Linked DNA regions of Anas platyrhynchos: region 1 is linked to region 2. Evidence: chromatin contacts called from public Hi-C data. All regions are on one chromosome and are shown on one strand. Each heading gives the region's core, a stretch centred on a gene start, on an enhancer-like site or on the middle of the called end of the contact. The rest is flanking DNA. Distances are from core to core; before and after follow the strand shown.

Region 1 (7,056 bases), core at 4,528-7,027, 44 kb before region 2:
GAGCAGGACAGTGTACCTGGCCATCACACACTTACCCCTGTGTTTTCCCAAAAGTGTCTGAAATGTGCAAATCTTGCTCTGTATCAGACCAAAGGCAAATGTCAACCTCTCCCCAAAAATGCTGACAAACCATGGTGTTGCCCGCTGTACAGCCATAGCTGCAGTACCCTGTCCTACATAGCACTGCTGAATTTCATTCAGGGAGGTCCAAAAATATTGATAAGTGAAAACATAAAATAGACAGGGAAAGCTGTAACAGAAACCGCTGAACAAAGCAGAGCCATAAGGAATCAATCACTATTATTCATTCCATAATTGAGATCACAATAATAAGCAACAATGAAGTACTGGAGCCATTAAATAAATCAGCAAAATTTGTGAGGTCCAATCTTACTGACATATTTAATTTCCTTGCAACTTTTCTATACTAATGCCAAAGGAAGAAAAAAAAATAAAAGAAAAGAAAAAGCTTAATAGCTTAATAATTCTGCAAATTCTGCATACAGTGCTGAGGTTAGAAGCTGGCCATTTCCCTTCAGCTTGCAGGAGAAAAAATGGGATAGACTATTCTCTGTTCTGCTTGGCTGCAGCACGTTAATGATTAGGTACCTGCGGATAAATGCCTGTTCCAGAGGAAAGGCAAAGCTGTAGCCCTGCCCTGCAGCAGAACTCATGGAGAGCTGCTGAACCTCCCGAGAGCCCCACAGACCTCAGCAGAAGACAAGCAAAGAGCTGCCTCTGCTGGCAAGGGGCTAAAGCATACGTGAGGGATAAGTCTCCAAAAATCAAGTACTTCTTGCTCAGGGGTTGCTACCACTTGGTTGAATTTCTTCTTCTGCTTCTCTGCTTCAGCCATTTTCAGCTCCTTTTCACTCGCTAGGCTATGGATGGCCATGGGAATCTGCACAGATCTGCAGATGATTTGGAGGGAGTGATTAGGAGAGGTACAAGCACTGGGTATGGCATTGCACTGTTCTTGTCCCTCCTCAGCAAGCCTTCATGGAGTGCACTGTGACTCACTTTGTACAAATAATAGTTCCACAGACAGGCAGGAAGAGCAAGAGCATTTGTGCTTCACCACCCACTAAGGACTATTTTTGTGCATTTACATTATTCTGGGTTTGAAGAGCTTCAGCCAACCAGTACAGACCAACAGGAAACCTTCTACTGCCCAAGCTTACATGACAAGTAAAAGTGAGTTTCAGTGTGAAAAGTCCATGACCAGTTTTTGGGCTAAAACTCACTCCTCTAAGATGCCTTAAGTACTGCTAATTAAGGCACTGGTAGGAATCCAGAGTATTTCACAAGTGATCTGGAAGCAGAGGGGAAAAAAACAACACCCCTTAGAGTGACTGATTAGTGTGCTTTTGTGATTTTAAGCATATTTTTTAAAAAGCATTTTAAAATTTCACTGTAGCATAAGACCTAAAATCTGCAGCAGGACCTACAGAGAAGGGGTAAAACACCACTGCAAAAACAGCATTCAGTGGAAGCCTACATTTACAAACCGACTGGAGAGCAGTTGCACAAGGGAACTGGAGTTTGCATCTCCCAGCACATTTTTGTTTAGCTGGGGCTTTCTCACAGACATAAGCTCCATTGCAACTGGCTTTGAAGTCCTGTGCACACCTGCATAGATTACAAAGAAGGGAAGGCAGGTCCCTCCACACCCAAACTGTAAATTAACAATGCAACATGTCAGGTTAAGATATGCCCTCCAGCACCCTGTTTTAAAGTCAGACCAATGGTTGACAATCTCCTGATACGGTTAACCCTTTCCCTGGAATTCATACCCACCTTCCAGACTCCTGAAAGAACAAACAAACTTCTGTGACTGTGATTTTTTTTAAAGTAATATATCAGTTCAAACCTGGGCCATCTGCTTTAATCCAAGTTGGGAATTGAATTGTACTATTTTTTTTTTCTTCTATAAAGCAGAAAAAAAGTTACCAGTGTACTGGTAACTTTATTTTTTTCGAACTTCCTGGTACAGCTGTGTGGAGCAGTAGTTTCAGCCTGTGAATATACCACAGGTTGAAGAAAGCCAGCCTTTACCTTTCCATTTCACCTGTTACTTGTGGAACAACCCTCTGCTATAGGTTGGTCATAGCAATTATTGTTTGTTTTGTTTTTCTCCAAACTTCTTCATGAGGCTTTGCTTTTCTAGCAGAGAAGTACACCAACAAGAGCTTCAAAAGGAATTTTCAGTGAGCCAAAACCAAGTATACTCACCCAAGCTACAAGATCTCACAGCCTTATGATTGCAGTCTCTTGCCTTTCTTCCTCTACTTTGCCGTGGTGGGCCATTAATCATACTCATCATGCCCCATCACTTCATACCTACCGGTAGGCAACAACCCATTCCTGTACCATCTGTCATGCTGATCTTCTCCTGACCTGGTATCCTCTTGCCCCATTTAATCTCATTGCTTCTGTCTCTAATATGACACAAGCATATGAGAACAAATTGCCCCGCCGACCTCCTCGGCATGATTTCTGTGGGGCTCAGTGCCCACTGCCACACTGCACTCCACTACTATCTTCATTTGGTACATGCAGCCCCAAAACAGGCCTCACTCACACTCAAACTTGCAAAAATCCTCACAGGGTGGACACAAGCTGGAGTTCAGGAACAGGGTGGAGTTATGATGAGCAAGGGGTGCACTCTCTTCTCTGTGTGGCCATCTCCATGTCTCCCACCTGCTCTTCCAGGGAGCTCATGCAGCCCTGTCTGGCCTTTGGTGCTACCTGGCAGCATCCCAACACTCTCTAGGCTAAAGGTAAGAGCCTAGAGACATTCAGGTTGGGCTGCCATTATATAGCATCAGTAGTCTGAAGCAGCAAGGGACCAGACTGCAGTTCACACCCTGGTCCAAGCCCCAAAAGACAGTGATGATTCCTGTGGCCAGGTCCTGGTTCTTACAGTAAGACCTGAAACATTCCTGAGCAGTGATAAGAAAGATCAGCTAAGTATCCAGCAGTGCTACTTGAAAAGTATCACCAACTGACTCCTGTCAAAGATACATATATATATAAGTATATATATATATATTATATATATATATATAAAGGGGTTACTTTATCTCCCTCTTTTCTCACATACATCTCCTTCCTTGTTGCAAGACCACAAGGCAGAGACCCAACCATGTTCTCGTGAAAGCAAGAATGCTGATTTTCAGAAGTTTTTTGTCTCAGTGAAAAAGAAATATAACTCTGAAAAACATTACCTATTCCTGTGCCTATATTAAGTGATTTACATTAAGTATCTAAAACACCAACCACTTTGGTGCATACTCTGAGCTGCATCAAAAGGAAACACATATCACAGAAGACAAACAAAAAGGAAGAAAATTAAGGAATGGCAACCACCAGAGACTTTTATAGGAAAAGAAAAAAAAAGAGAGAGAGAGAGACAGAAACAGGGCCTGGCATCTTCAGCTAAAAGCTGAACTGTGCCTTTCATTCAAAGAGCACCAGATAACAAGAGAAAATCATCAGATTGCCCAATGGGTGTATGAAAAGGAATAAGGAAGAGAGAGAATTGATTGATAGGAGAGATGTGATGAAGGCACACCACAGCACATGGTGGAGTCTTTATTGCTTTCACCTGCATCTGGAATTGCAGGCTACTACTCCATGCAAGGAACCCTGAATTCAGATGTATTTTGCTGTTGTTTTCCTTTACAATTATGCAGTGAAGTTAACGGGAATAGTCCATGTCATGCATCATTTTGTAGCACCCCAAAATATTATCATTTACAGAGAGCAGACAATGTAGACAAATGTAAAAAAGATTTTTTTCATAAAAGAACACAAGTGGTCAGTCCTGTAGGCCAAGCTGAGACTCACCCCATGTGTAGGGTGATATCCAGGCACTCTCTGCCTCCTTTTCTCCTGCAGTGGTTAAAAAGGGCTAACGTCCCACATCCACAGTGTGAGAATGAAAGGAAAAGGGCCAAGATACGGAACATTCAACATCTAAATGAAAAGCCAGTAAGACAATGACTTGTCACGTAATAAAATTGCTAAAATCTAGGGCGACAGAGCATCTGAAAAGCTTTCTCAGCAATGCCAGAATGGGGTATCTAATTCCAGATGGTTCCAGCAGACTAAAGATATCGGTTGTCCTTCATGGATTGTCATGTGTGTTTTCAGCTTTTTTAAAAAAATACCTCTTCAACATGACAACAGATCAAAAAAGCATGTACATACAGATTCAGAATGGTATTTAAGATGTATCTGTGTGTGTTCATATGAACAACAGGATAGAGTGCATGCAATCAGCAGCGCTCAAATTCTCTGCTTGATACAAAAATTACTTTTAGAAAATGCTTCAAGTAATGCCAACACCTGACTTTAACTATTTGCTCTCCTTTCTGCTTCTCTGCTTTTCACTTTTTATCTCAGGAAGCTTCTATCATCAGCATTTCAAGAATCCACATTTTCAAACTCTCTCAGGAAGAATATATAGTGAATTAGCCATAATAAGCACAACACTGAAATGATTTGAAAGGAATTGACTACCCTGGTATTGATCTTCTCATATTAGAAATGTAACACTGAGAATGCAACAAACACATAAAATGTACTTTTTTCAAAGGAGCAACTCGATCTAATCTGAAAACCAACCGAAAATAGCAACAGGGAGTGTCTCGTTTATTGTAATTTGCTGGATTTCTATGCTCTATCTCAGCTGAAAGAGAAACAAAGACCCTCTGATAATACAGGGGAACTTGAACTGTTGTAAGGAGAGGCAATCAGTCCTGCCCTGAGCTAATCTTAAAGGGCAGAGTACCTATACACTCAGTAGAGAGATATCTCATTAATTCTGTGAATTAACAGCAAGTAAACTGAAGGAAGTGTAATTACCTGCCCTTGAAGGCCATTGCAGGCAAGGGCTAGGAGTTGTTATTGTCAAAAGTTCAAGCTCCCTTCCAGTGAATGTAATTGAACTTTTATCACCCTTGTGTCACCAGTCTCTACAGAGCTGCTGCTCAGACAATAATGCTACCCAGTTTGTGTCGAGGTGAATGGACTCCTAAACCTCCTCACTTCCACTTTCCACTCAGCAGCCACTCCCTCTGACACGTCCAGGTCTAAACCCTCTACTGTTTTAGAAACTGTTCTCTTACAGGGACCCTTAGCAAATAATTGGCAGGTGCCCCCCTTACAAACATCTCCATACTGTGCTGCAGTAGCAGAGCTGTCACTGATCAAAACTCATTCAGATGCCTCTGGGAGACACACTTCTGCCATCATTCCCATGAACAGTGAGAGAGCAGTGGGCACTCACATCCCTTCCTTCACACCCTAGCAGAAGTGCTAGCCTTCTTCTTCCATGAGCCTGCCTGGCCATGGAGCTGGGGGTGCTGTGGCAAGCACGGGAAGAGTTAATATCTCAGAGTCTGTTATTGCTCATTAGCTGATAGTACTGCAGAGGGCCTAGGTGCCCTGGCAAACATCAGGACTTTACGGGCCAAAGACTGTACAAACAATAGGGGACAGTGCATGCTTGTCAGGCCTGAAATCTAAACAGAGAGAGCAAATGGAGGCTGAGCTCCCATCCCCACTTGGCAAGTGGGAGAAGGTGCTACCTCCCCTCCTGCCACCTCCTCCCTGTCCTGCCTGTGCTGCAGCATTGTGGGGACACAAATGCCCCTGCCCTGAGCATGTGCAGCCTGGGGCACATGGAGGATATGAAGGTGCAGGGATACCCCATCCACACCGAGCTTCCCCAGGAGGTGCTTCACAAGGGCACCCACAGGGACGTTTCCTCCCACTGCTACATGACGTGGCTCACGCTCTGCGTTGCGTGATGTGTCACACACCCTTGAACTCACCCGTGTTGTACTTAACACTGGAAACAGTCCAGTTTCCTCAGGCCCACGTGTGTTGCTAGAGGTGGTGAACTTCCCTGCCTGGTTCCTCCTCATGGCACACCACCTGAAGTCACCTCTCGAGTTTGGCCTCACAAGTGACTCACCTCACATCCTTCCTCACCCGCTCGGGGCAGGACCAAGTGGGCTGGCTGCATCCCACCTAAGTCTGGCCTCTACCAGACTAGCAGACAACCTGGCCAGTAAATGATAAGTCAGTAAATTCATGAAAATAGAAACTTTAGTGGTAGAAATGAAGTGAATGAGAAACAGAACCAGGCTGAAAGCATTTACCTGTGGGTGCTTGGTGTTTCTCCTGATCGCCGAGAGCAGACTCGTAAGAGTTGCTCACAAGAGGATGCAAACTTTAAATAGCCAAATAATAAGGGTTATCCAAGTATAACTTCAGAATTTCTTGTCAGAGGATAAAACCATGACTGCTGGCAAGCTGAGATGCCCTTAAGTATAGAAAATTAAATTAATTTAACAGCCAGGTTGCCATAACTCTTTCTCTGGGATTTCCCAGATGGAAGTACGTGTGAATGAGTTCCACAGACCATGTGTTATCAACCCCACATTTCAGGAAGCATCCAGACTGACTGCATATACTCTGCACAAAAGATCTGTGGATGTTCAGAAAATCTGAGAGCTTGGGAACATGTCTGGCTGACTGTGCCTGCATGACTCCATTGAATAATGTGAGCATGGCACATCCAGAATTCTGGATGCTTCACTCAGACCATACTGCTAATTCACATGAGCAGAACAATGCTGTCTGAAATCCCCAGGACTTTCAGGGTGGCTGTGCATCTGCTGGGTACTTTGTGCAGACATAATCACAGAATCACAGGATGGTGAGGCTGGCAGGGACCTCTGGAGACCATCTGCTCCAACCCCTGTTCAAGTAGGGACACCCACAGCAGGGTGCCCAGGACCAGGTCCAGGAGGCTTTTGAAGATCTCCAAGGAGGTCTTCTTCCACACACTGTGGAAACATTCTGGATTTCCCGATCTCTGGCAGCTCAGTCAGGGCTCTGCCAGGCAGTCACTCCGTAGGCCTGCCCAATAGCCCCCAACCCTGGACCAGTGTAAAACAGCACGTCTGCAAGGGCATCCCCCGGGGAACCCAGATGTCTGAGGGCTCTGTGTTAACAGCAACGCCAACAACAAGGGCTTGCTTC
Region 2 (6,798 bases), core at 886-3,385:
AGAAAAGAATAGGAGAAATGGTAGTGATTCCAACAGCACAAACAACATAAAACCACTTTTTGCACAGCTCAGCACAATATCCTTTACTAAAAGCAATGTTTGGCCCTTCCAGATCTACAGGCTGGAGAACTTCAGCCAATTTTCTACAACTTTGTTGTACTTGAATTGTGAAGGTCTATTAATTAAACTAGCTTTGCTTAAACTGCCCTATTGCTGAACTATGCTTGCACAAAAATGTGCAGTATTATCTGGGAAAAAGTTATTTAATGCGTTCAGAATGAAAATGCAGTTAATGCTTGCTGCAATGAGACAAACAATGAAGTGCAATTAAATCTAACAAAGTTTTGCACACCTGAGACAAGGATTTAGAAATCCAAACTAAAGATCTCCCTTAAGTAAACAACATTGTTAGTAATATTTTTTTGCCCACCTGAATGCCAATGCTCTCATAAATTAGGCATCATAAATTCTGCTACATCCAATTTTCTCTTTGTTTTATGTGAAATAATAATAATGAATTAATTAATTATTTGCATTGATATCAAGCACAGACATTTGCTGAAATGCTTTACAAACTCACCTATGAGCAAAGTGTCACTGTAGGTTAAAAATTACATGAAATGAAATAACATTAAGTCCTGCATCTAGGGGCTGGCAACAAGAATTTCTGTAGTGTGGCAGAAGTTATCAACTGGAAACACAGAAGAGAAGACTGAGGATACCAGGATCATAGGATGCCTTTTAGATGCAAATGTAATTGTGAGTTAAATAATGTGGTCCTGAGATATTTCAGCCAAAATGTTTCCATTAGCAATAGAACAATATTTATGGCAATGTACAAAGCATTGCTGTGCCTTCATCTGAAATATTTTATATACGATTCTGATCACCCATTGTTCAAGAGGGGTGAATTCAGGATGCCAAGACAGTGCAGATGACTCGGATCATCCAAAGAATGGATAGGCTACCATACATAAGAGTACAATAGCCTTATTTGTTTAACCTAGTGAAATGAAGGCCAAATAGGGATAAACACCAGAAAGCTAAAATAACTTTCAGCTACGCTGAAAATGCTGTCATTTGATAGACATTGGAATGAATACATTTATGCCATAATTTACATGTTTAATCAGGAAAGAAACAGGGTTCTGAAACAGACAGTAGGATAAGTGGGAATAGAAACCTAACTGGTTTTACCATGGAACTCAGTTGTGGAAGGGACTGTATGACACAACTGTCTGCAACAGGACAGACACAGACCTGATGATCCAGAAGGTCCATCTGAGCTGTATCGTCCTACCTGACGATATCATCCTCTTTGGATGGTATATACCCCATAGGCTTTCTGGGGATCAGCCACCCACAGAAGATCAGGCATAACCAATGTTTCAAGGATTGCAACAGATGATGGGAAGTAGCACCCCAATATCACACTTTGATTTAAATCAGGAGCTCTGAGGCAGTGCCTACTCAGGTTTACTTTTTTCCAAAAAATAACACGCTGGGTCTCTATGGCTACATATGAATGGCCAATGGTAGTCACTGCCAAAAGCACCTGGGGTCAAAAAGCACAGGGAAGCTCATGTGGTTTCATCCTCTTCCCCAGGCAGTACCCAGGGATGCAGCCCTGCTGGAAGCTGTCATGCACCTAGCACAAGTGCTCAGAGATCTGCAAGCTCAGAGGACAGCCTTCAAGCAGCCAGGATTTGGAAATCCTGGCTCCCAGCAACAGGACAGTTTGTTAACATGAGCTGTGGATCCTGGAGCTTTCCAAGCCTGGCTTTTTGACTTTGGCCTGTTTTTGTCAAAGACCATCCTCTCTGATGATCCCACCCAGTGCCTGCTTTCTGGTTCATCTGCATCCCCGTGAGCACACATGATCTGGAAAACTGTGGCTATTGCATACGGAAAAGAAACCTTGCCCACCTGCAGCTTGCCAACGTCGCTTGCCGTTCCTTCTGCAATCTCATTAAGCTTTGTTTTGCTTTGCTGACACCAACACTGCCAAAGAGATCAGCTGGCGAAGGAGACTGCATTAGTAATGTGGCTGGCATTTTGCCTCCTGCAGTTGAGATCACTTCTGAGCACTGCCTCTCTGCTGGTCCACTTGGACAAACAGCCTAAAACTCTCTCCCTCGGTTCAACTTCCCAGTCACACAGTGTATTTGCCATTGAGCTATTGCACTGGCCTTGCTCCATACCGATGATAACATCTATAATTATTATTTTTCTTGCCTCGTATCTCGTCTTCACTAGCCAGCCACCTGAGTTGTTGAAACACTTGGTGAGCCTGTGTTCTGTTCCTAAAGCTCCAAGTAGCCCTGTGGCCCTGTCATTGTAACTCACAGTGATGCCTCCACTTTGCTGGAAGATTTTACCTAAACCATTTCGCATTTGGGCTAGAGTCTCGCTTTTCCGGTTGTTCCCTTGTGAAATACTCATCCCTCTCATTCATGCAAATCTTTTCATTTCAGAGATTAGAGATGTGAAACACAAACTCTGTCTTCTTCGCATGGAGCATAAACAGCCCTAAATGCAGCAACCAGGGTGGCATTCATCTCACCTCACCTTAGCCATCTAAAAGTCAGCCTCACTGAATCATCCAGATTTCCTCTATAATGACTGGAAAGGGGAAATTCTTTCCAGAAGGAAAATTTTTCTCCTTCTAATGCAGGGAGAGGCCTCACCATCTGGAGATGTCTCTCTACTGAACGCAGAGCACTTCTAGGAAACTACCGAAGACCAACGCTCAGAAAACTCAAGGTAGATGAGACCTTTATTGACGTTTTAATGCCTTGACAGTATGTTGAGAATAGCAAGTAATTATTTCTGGCTCTTATAAGTGAAGTAAAACTGTTTCTATCCCATTTCAGAGAAGGCAAATAGAAGCCCATAAAGAATATACCTATGACCTGACAAAAGAGGTACTGGCCATCACTGTCACAGGAAGAACATGGGGGATCATCAATCACAGTCCTTTGCTGAGACCATTAAACTATGTCTCTTTCAACAAACGTCCTCCTACTTGTTGCCAGCAAACATCTCAATAACAGTTTTACACGGGTTGTTAATTGTTTTCAGGGCCTTGCCTTTGACTAGCAATAAAAAGTGGTCACACAGAAAGAATTCTCCAGAACTGGGTTGCCTGTTTGTTTCCCTTACCCCCTTCTAGCCTGCTGGAAGAAATGAGCCAAGTGCAGCATCCAGAGTGGTTGAGAGTGATCGTTCACTGCTCTGCAGGCAGTAAAACTCCAGTGGACACAGCTGTACCGGGAAAGGATGGGATTTTTTTGGTTGGTTCATCAGTTGTTGCTGTGTTTTTTGTTTGTTGGTTTGTTTTTCCCCAGGAAGAAGGGATATGAACACAAGCAATCTTTCCTCTGGTCACAATTGTGGAAGACTTGCCAGCTCCAAAAACATTTTATAGGGTAGGCAGACTTACAGCCTTCACAGGTATCATCGCCCATCCATAGAAGTCAGGCCAATGACCCTTCAAGTTCATAGATTACCCAGGCCACTGTGAACATATATCTGTGTGTACATATTTATACATGCACGTATGTATCTGTGAGTGTTTGCACATTCACTCGCACAATTTTATAATTTCTAGAAACTAATTCTTGATAATTAAGCATTTAGTGTTACTAATAATGTACATGGCTCACCAGAAATCTGCGTGCACATCAAGCAGAACCCTGGAGGGATTTCATTTATTTATTGATTTCCCATTTTATGGATCCTTCGCAGCACAGAGGAGACCCACAAGACCAGGAAGGGAGAGGTATGGCTATAAAACCAGAGTAAATAATTAGTGGTGCAATGTAGCTGTAAAATCGCTGGACAAATACCTGCCACGACTCCAGTCCATCGAGCTGCTGAACTCCCTGGCCGCCGGGGGGGCATGCCGCCGAGCAGCTCAGCTGTGTCGGACCAGAGGCCGCATGGGAGTCTGAATTCCTGCTGCCAGCTTATCAGAAAAAGTCATAAGACAAAGGGAAAGCTTTGCTCGTTTCCAAACAATTTCGTAACTAAGAGCAGAAAATAGTGGGTTTGTTTGTGGTGGAGGTGGCAGTATATCCTGCGCTCTGCTACTGTGCAGAAAAAGAAAGCATTCGAATGCAAAACGATTGCATTTTAAGCTCAGATTGTAAAGGTTATACCCTGCTCTGTGCGTCCTGTGCTTCACGCTGTGGAAAAGCTGCAGCATGCCAGAAAGGAGCTCTTTTTCAAAATACAGAAACAAAACTGAGGAAACTGGAAACCTACGTTATTTACTGCATCTAAATCTCTTTCTTATGGTAAGCAACAGCTCTGGCCAACAAGCCACAAACCAAAAGACACCTTAGTGGTCCAGGAAGTTCAGAGTTCTTTGAGTTAAATATTGAGCAATGCAGGTGCAGGCTGCAGATGGGAGGTTTGGGTGCGAAAGCATGCCAAGTGCATAACAAAACTCGATTGAAGGAAGCCAATTTTAAGATCTCCATCTGAATTAGTTGCACATAGATGGCAGGAATTCCACACATACCCTGTTTGAGAAACAAGAGTTTTCAAGGATCTTCAGTGTGCGAATCACTGGCATGAAAAGGGACCTTCTTTGCTTTGCTTTGCTTTCTCACAATTAAAGTTACCACCAGGCACACCCAAGTATATGTGGGGGCAAATAACTTCTTGCTGCAATTTAACTGAAGTTTGCAGGGCATTTTGTCTGTACTCACCAAATCAATGCTTTTTCAAGATTTGTGTCTAATTATTTTAGAATTAAGAACTGAAGATTTTGCTGAAAGCAAGGAGGCAGACTATCAGTATTTCCATTCCTTTCACTTTCCACTTTTCCCCCACTCATCTTTTGTGTACTTTGTGTTACCTTACCCACTGGGATATGTAAATCATCTTTAAAACTGAAATACTGTTTTGGTGTTGTTTTCTTACCTACCTATAGAGCTCTAGTCTGTAAAACTGATAGAAATTCAAGCAATAAATCAAATTATAAAGAAACAACAACAAAGACATGCTGGGGTGGGAGATACTTGCAAAGAAATCAGCTCAGCCTTAAAAATCTGGGTGCTGATGGGGTGGACAGACTTTACCATGCTTTCAAATCTTGAATTCTCCTAATTTCTGCAAAGCAGCCCAATTAGTAGTCCACTATTTAGGGGGAGAAGCTATCACGAAGAATATACAAAGATGATGTAGCATCTTCTTAAAGCAAATGATCCTTGCTTGTCTACAGGGCAATGCTCAAGCGATGCCTACCACAAAGCTTAAAACAATGGCAGCCACCCAAGAGAGATCCATTCTGCATAACGCATTCCACTAGGGGCTCAATAGCCTTCTGGTGAACCTACTGGCTCGTGGTTTTCTTTAATGGGATCTTTAACGAACAAAAAGAGATCTGGTAGGCATTTCCCTCTTTATTAGGCTCCCCAGCTGTATACTATATCACTGTTTAGCATGAATTTTTAAGTGAGAAAGCTATAACACCAGCTTACCTTACTAATACCTGACTACGTAGCTACACAATAAAGACTTGTTTCACTGCTTAAGGTGTTTTCTCTTAGCTTTGTTAAAATGTTTATTAACAATAAAAAAGCAAATATCTGGCTCTTACACCATCATTCTATTTCATCTGTAAAACTAAAGGGAATAATAACAGAAGCGATTCTGTGAGATGTGAAATTTGGTGAGTGGGATCTATTCTGCAGCCCTACCAAAGCAGCCCCTTGCATTTCCTTGAAACTATTGACATGAATATTGGCTTCTTGTGTCTGGATCATTGCTCATACTGTGCTTTTAATATATAAAGCCCTATGTGTACGCTAACTACTCCATTACTATTGATGCATACTCAAAGAATAGATCTTATGATTTATTGTTCATGTCCTACATTTCTTTGCTTAGGTCCCAATTTTACCTAACCTTTACAGCAAGCATTTCAAGTTTACACATTATCAGTCATTAACAGCAGAGAATCTGCAGTATATTAAGTTAGGTGCATACATAAGTCTTGGCAGAATGCAAGATTCTTATTAATTAACGAAGAGTGATATTCTTCTGTATGCAGTAAGCCTTCAAAATAACTCCTAAACATTAGTCCAACTTAGGGTGTAAGTGGGATTTACATGGGAAATGGACTTTTGTTGGCTGTTTACACACGGGTGAATTTTGTCCAGTGGGTGTGTATGTTTACTTTCCACTCTAGAATTTTGGATCCTCCCAATTCTTTACTACTACCTGCCAAAAACACTGTTGTTAGTTTTGGGTTTTTGTACACTCAAAGTCAGATTTATGACCTTTGTGCTTCAAATATTCCACATCTGATCCTTTTTCCGTTCACCTCTTACTCTTGTCCCCAGCCCTGATCATAACTGCTAAAAGAGTTTAAACTGATCACTTTATTAATTGCTCTTGTAACTAAATGCTAGCTTGTTAACAAAGTTTTAGTTTCTGGAGTACTGTGGAAAAAAGTGTGTCACTGAGGACTTCTCTATGTTGATGGAGTCTGCATAAATATAAGAAACTCTAACTTTCTCAAGTGTTTTTTTTTTTGTTTGTTTGGTTGGTTGGTTGGTTTGGTTTGGTTTTTGTTTTTGTTTTGTTTTGTTTTGTTTTTCTAGAACTTTCAACTCCAAAGGACTGCTGTTTGCAACAAATCTCTTCAGGAGAAAATTAAGAGTTTAAGGACTTCATATTTAGTGGCAAATTTTGCAGGAAGCATACAGCCATTTTTGAGAAAAAATGTTCATTTGCATTCTTTATTATATAATTATTTTCCCCAAAGCAATAAAATTCAACTGCTTT

What was found. Hi-C and Micro-C count contacts between places; a contact is called where the count stands out from the background.
Region 1: a contact with region 2 is called in a Hi-C map of skeletal muscle, with 2.6 times the contacts expected there. The contact joins two enhancer-like sites. A contact is called at or near these places in 2 of 8 Hi-C or Micro-C datasets (liver and skeletal muscle).

What each region holds. Positions count from the first base shown.
Region 1 is chr4:56,403,547-56,410,602 of IASCAAS_PekinDuck_T2T, reverse strand. No RefSeq gene overlaps it. Among named protein-coding and RNA genes, the nearest start is that of KLF3, 63 kb to the right of the region's middle. Within about 2 kb of position 5,777, at least 1 of the 8 cell types and tissues checked has an H3K27ac peak or open chromatin away from gene starts, as enhancers often do.
Region 2 is chr4:56,355,883-56,362,680 of IASCAAS_PekinDuck_T2T, reverse strand. LOC140002494 (a long non-coding RNA gene) reads right to left here. Exons shown (of 5, transcript XR_011809207.1): 3 at 3,666-3,787. Among named protein-coding and RNA genes, the nearest start is that of KLF3, 15 kb to the right of the region's middle. Within about 2 kb of position 2,135, at least 1 of the 8 cell types and tissues checked has an H3K27ac peak or open chromatin away from gene starts, as enhancers often do.